Regions from separate parts of the Mus musculus genome. Here region 2 is linked to region 1. A link is a contact called in public ChIA-PET data. All regions are on one chromosome and are shown on one strand. The core of a region is the stretch at or near the end of the contact, and the rest is flanking DNA. Distances in the headings are between cores, read along the strand shown.

Region 1 (2,700 bases), core at 22-2,521:
CAGTCCTAAGTCATCGCTGAAGTCCTGACCACATCCTGATACCACCAAGTTCCTGCTTCCCCGTGTAGCTGCCAAAAGAAAAAATTTCTATTGCCCCCCCCCCCACTGATAAGTACTTCTCCTTTTGCTTGTATTGCCCCACCCCTCCTGCTGATAAGTACCTGTACTTCCCCTTTTGCTTGTACATGGGCCTGGCTAATACATTGGGGCTTTGACGCAACTCAGAACGTTTCTGTGTTATTCGCACAAGGCCCTCGTCTCTCTCTACCCCCATTTGGTCCTTAGGAGAAGGTCCCCTCGAGACCCTCGAATAACTGGACCTGCTGGACGAGTCAGGAAAGAAAAGAGAAAAAGAAGAGGAGAAACGAGGAGGGGAGGAGAGAGAAGGAAAGGAAAGAAATCAGACAAAGGTGTTTTAGGCCTAATGATGACATAAAGCCAAAAGTAACCCAAGAAAAAGCCGAGGTAAAGAGCTGGGGCAACTGAAGCTTGGCGCATGGCTGCTGTCACTGTAAACCAAATGGTGGCTCCATTAAAGATTAAACAGATCTACTGTAAGATTCAGCAACCCCACTTCTGGGTATATACACAAAGACGTGAACACACAGAGGCTCTGTCAAGTGCTGAAGAGACTTTTTTTTTTTTTTTTTTTTTTTTTTTTTTTGGTTTTTCGAGACAGGGTTTCTCTGTATAGCCCTGGTTGTCCTGAAACTCACTTTGTAGACCAGGCTGGCCTCGAACTCAGAAATCCACCTGCCTCTGCCTCCCGAGTGCTGGGATTAAAGGCGTGCGCCACCACGCCCGGCTGAAGAGACTTTCATGAACAGATTGCTCTTCATCAGAAGACCTGCCTACCCTCCACTCTAGACTGCTATAGCCAACTTAAGTGTACAGAAGAGTCCACCCAGGTGTGGAGATTCGCAGGGAGCTACTAAATTTGTAGCTTTTATTTAGATTGATTACACCGTTTCCTACCATATAAATGATGACAAAGCATTCCTTTGACAAGGTGAGGTGAAAAATGGGATTATAATCTGAGACTCCCTCCTCATACTCTGCAGTGCTGGGCATCAAACCCAAGGCTTCCTGCACACTAGGTAAAAGCTCTACCACTGAACAATGCTCCCAGCCTGGGCCATCGGTTACAGACAGTACTGTCCCTGTCCAGAGTGACACACTGAGTGTGGCGCTCCGCTCCGTGTTGCACAAAATGCCTGCTGTTGTTCACTTGACACTACCGCACAGAGCCATTACGCCAACAGTGCCGTGGCAGCCAGCTTCCTGTGGAACCCACAGCTCTGACTCTACACAGACAGGAAGTAGATGAGGAACAGTATGGTTTATAGTTACCGTGGCCAAAGAAAGGTAAGAAATGCAGGTAAATACAGGCAAAGTTAGAAAAGAGCAAGCCTGGAAGCCCAGATAACCTGGAAGTATGGTTATCAGACTATCATTAGCCATCTTTCTTCTATTATTCAACTCTCTTTGAAAATTAAAAAGTAAGTCAGGCATGGTGGGCACTTGGGAGGCAGAGGCAGGGGATCTCTGTGAGTCTGAGGCCAGCCTGGTCTACAGAGCAAGTTCCCGGGACACACAAGGCTACATAGAGAATAAAAGTAAACTCAAGAGCCCACAGTAAATCAGCAGGCAAAGGTCTCATTGGCAAGTCTGGTGATCTGCGTGCATCCCTGGGCCTCACTCAGATGGTAGAAGGAGAAAAGGACTCCTCCAAGTTCCCCTCTGAGCTGCACATGGACGCCACGTCACACACTCAAACACGAAGCCATGCATGTCCCTACACAGATACATGCACACACAGAATAAATAAGCAAGCAAACACAAAACTTCTTTAAAAAATAAACTGAAAAGAAATGCCTGAACAACGTCAACTCTTGTAGCAGTGGTTCTTGTATGAACTGGACACACCTAGCACTGACCACCAAAGTGAGCATTCCTCGGGGTCTCTCTCTGGCCTGGGGCTTGCACCTAGACGAGGCTGGCTGGCAACTGAGTACCAGAAATCCATCTGTCTCTGTCTCCCTGGCACTGGGTTACAAGATAGATGAAAGAAAGAAAGGGGAGAGAAGGGAAGTAAGGAGAGAGGGAAAGGAAGGACAGAAGGAAGGAGGTTCAGGTAGAAGGGAAGCAGAGGGAGGGAGGGAGGGAGGGAGGGAGGGAGGGAGGGAGGGAGGGAGCGATGGAACAGCCATGTATGGATGAGGGGCAAAGCAGAGGTGACCTACATGGTGGGTCATAAAAGATGGGTCAGCAAATAAACATGGTGTCTAGTAAGTCTATATCTTAGCTTTTCCTCATCAATGAGCTATGCCATGCCATTTCATACCAGCTTGGAAAACTGTTACAAAATTATAAATGGAGCTGTTTCTTCACATGAACTACTGGAACCTGTAGGAGCTTGGGCTCTACTGCAAACGTAAGCGCAAGGAGGGAAGCTGTCAACACGGAGTGGAGCAGCACGCAGCTTTAGTGCCACCAGCGAGGCAGAGGCAGGCCAGGGCTACTTAAGAGAGCTTGTCAAAAGAGAGAGAGAGTGGAGGGAGGGGGGGAGAGAGAGAGAAGCAGAACTGTTAACTAGCTTAGGGTATTCTCAAGCTTCAAAACTGAAGATTTTAGTATCGGAGTGATAACCTTTTATTCTACCAATAGTGCTTAATAATGAAGAAAAGGACGATTAAGAAA
Region 2 (2,700 bases), core at 147-2,646, 71 kb before region 1:
CTCTGGGCCCACCTCGGCTTCTGCCAGGTTCATCCCTTAACTAGATAACTAGGCTGGCTGTGTGGCTCCTCCCACGGAGAACCGCTTGGTCTGGGAAGCAGGCCACCATGCATCCGATGCCCCGTTCGCTGCACACCCTGGCTCAGGGACTATTGAACGCCATCAAGAATGGCGGTGTGTGGATAGTGGTTGAACAACAGAGCCTGGAGCCAAGAATGTATTGGGGAGTGAGGGGTGCTGAATCAGCAGGCTTCAAGCCCAAAGCAGATGGAGAAGCCTGGGGGGTGGGGGAGCTCTGTGATGAGTTCCTACAGGCTGTCTACAACAGGAGGGAGAACGCTTGTCAGAACTGGGAAGCCCCACTGGAGCGAGAGGGGGAGGGACCCTGTTTTCACGACTTCCCTGTGTTCAGAGCCAGAGGAACTCAGAATCTGGAAGCTCAAGTTGCCTTTTCCAAACTTCCCCAGTCCGGATGTGAGTCTCCCGAGCTCAGAGGAGCTCAGCTTCTTTGGGGCCGGGTGGGCATTCCAAGCGACGGGTTTAGACTGTGCGATACGCTTGCAGACACAGTTCTCTGCTGAATCCCGCCTACTCTACCTTCCTTTGCAAATCTTATTTCTAAATCTGGGCTCTGTGAGCCCTCTGCGCTGTCCACCAGGACTGGTTCCGCGCTTCACCCGACTCGGCCTTTGCAACCGCGCCAGGTCTGAGGATAAGACAGGCTGGATCAGATTGACTCATCCCGGTCCCGCACCTAGGGACATCTTACAGTATTGACCCTGAAAACCTCCGGGAAACCTTCACTTACTGGAAGGAGAGAATGGCCCTAGCTTCAAGAGGGGTGAGGAAGGGGATGGCTGGTGGGCACCAAGCAGCAGGTGGCAGTTCCGACAGTGGATTACTGCCCGGAAGCTAGGGAGCTAGGGCCTGACTCACGCGTCCCGTCGAAGCGGGTGGCGATGGTGTCCAGGAAGGTGTTCTGCGGCGCCAGGAGCCCCCGCATGGCCGGCATCTTAGGCGGCGGGGGCCGCCCGCCCCATCCCTCCGGGGCGCGGGGACTCAGCGCCGGGGGAGGGCGCCTGGCTCGGCCGCCCCCCGCCGGGCCCCGCGCCCCCTAGAGTAGCCGTCGGGGGGCTATGCCCGGCCCAGGCTCGCAGGCCCCAGCAGCTGCCGGCGCACAAGGGGGCGTCCGCACCGTCGGGGCTGGGCGCATGGCGCGCGCGCGACCCCTCGCCGCCCACGGATTCCGGGCTGCAGGCCCCGCGGCCACCGCGCACTCTGCACCTTTGGTCCGCCCGCGGCTCCTGTTTCTGCAAGCGGGGTGGCTCCCGCTTGGGCTCGGCTCAGCGCCGGGTCCCCGCAGCTCCCTCCGTCTGTCGGGGAGAAGCGGCAGCCTACCTCCCGCACCGCCGCCTGCACCGGGGTAACCATGGAGACGGGGCACACCCAGTCAGGGCCGCCTCCTTAAAGAGACAGGCCTCCTGCGGAGGGATCCCCCTCCCCTGGGACCTTGGTGGGGGCAGGGAAGGCTGCCGCCCCCTAGCGCTGCCAGACTCCCTAAGGCGAGAACCCGGGCCGGGTGGGCTCAGCCTGACAGCCTCGGGCTTCTCTCTCCTGCAGAGGGATCAGAGGAAGGCTTGGGGGCGTGAGCGTGTGTGAGTGTGTTGTAGATGTGTTTCGGAACGAGAATAATGTCATGAGAACGGGAACTGGCGACTAGGTGGCGGGGAACGTCCAGTAGTTGAAGGTTTGGGGCCCCCGGGGAGCGCTGACTATGCAGAGTTCTCTAAAAGGGAGGCTTCTGAACCTGTTTTTCCCCCCGGGTTCAGTCAAGCCTTTCCCGGATGCGGCTCGGCTCCCCTGAAAAGTGGAAGCAGGAGCTGAGGAAACCTGAGGCTAGAGTGAGGTCCAGATGCCTTGGGCGAGACCCCGGAGCGCAGAGGGCGCATTGGGAAAGTGAACTCCAAGCCCTCCGCTCGCCCCACGCATTTCCTCAAGTTTCTGTCGCCGCGGGAGGGTCAGAGGCTGGTCCAGGAACCCTGTGTGTGCTTGGCTAGCCCCCCCCCCCCTTTAGTCGCGGAGTTCGATTCTCCCCGGAGCCCGCACCTCCAGCGAGGAGGCGGAAAGCAGGGGCGGACGGCCGTCTCCTGTCCCTGTCCCCGCGCGCCGCGACCGTCCCCGCGGCCTCTCCTGCCAGCGCCGCTCCTCCTCCCTCCTACGATTTGCCAGTGAGCGCGGCTGCCGCCCGCGCCCAGAGAAGCCGCCGGGGCCAAAACTGCAATTTGCTCTCCAATGGAAGAAGCCGGAGCTCAGCACTGCTCCCCTGCAGGAGACACACCCACTGCCACCAGCGTCGGAAAGAGGAGTATACCCTGCTCCAACTACCCGTCAGCAGCTAGTAAAGCCCAAGCTCAAGGCACCTGTATTTAAATGAACAGGAGCTTTGGGAAGAAAGGGAGGAAGTCCCCCCCTCCCAGTCTGCTGCACCCTGAAATCCAGCTCCCAGGCGAGCCTGAAATGTCCGCAGATATGGTTCCCGACTCCTGATGGGTCAGGGCTAAAGAGTAACCCCTCCAGTCCTCGCAGCAACCTTCTTTCCAGGAGTTAGATAGCATCCCGCTAAACAGAGGAATATTTTAAAGCTCACTTTAAGCCAGGGCGAGGCTGTTGTTGAAAGCGTCATCTGCAGAACTCGGCTAG

What was found. ChIA-PET counts read pairs in DNA pulled down with a chosen protein or histone mark.
Region 2: an RNA polymerase II ChIA-PET map of memory CD8 T cells shows a contact between it and region 1, with 16 read pairs. The contact joins the promoter of Kcnh3 here to the enhancer-like site in region 1. A contact is called at or near these places in 4 of 39 promoter capture datasets (the 3T3-L1 cell line, frontonasal cranial neural crest, liver and 1 more), 1 of 484 Hi-C or Micro-C datasets (nephron progenitors), 3 of 115 datasets of contacts at active chromatin or transcription factors (effector CD8 T cells, memory CD8 T cells and stem cell-derived neural progenitor cells) and 3 of 9 other capture datasets (adipose tissue, embryonic stem cells and pancreatic islet).

The regions. Positions count from the first base shown.
Region 1 is chr15:99,152,207-99,154,906 of GRCm38.p6, reverse strand. The region is part of intron 2 of Spats2 (spermatogenesis associated, serine-rich 2); the gene reads right to left. Among named protein-coding and RNA genes, the nearest start is that of Spats2, 27 kb to the right of the region's middle. Within about 2 kb of position 1,271, at least 22 of the 459 cell types and tissues checked have an H3K27ac peak or open chromatin away from gene starts, as enhancers often do. A contact at or near this core is called in memory CD8 T cells, where this site is marked.
Region 2 is chr15:99,223,288-99,225,987 of GRCm38.p6, reverse strand. Kcnh3 (potassium voltage-gated channel, subfamily H (eag-related), member 3) reads right to left here and starts at 1,396. Exons shown (of 15, transcript NM_010601.4): 1 at 937-1,396. The coding sequence starts at 1,012. Gm46538 (a long non-coding RNA gene) reads left to right here and starts at 115. Exons shown (of 3, transcript XR_001781769.2): 1 at 115-841.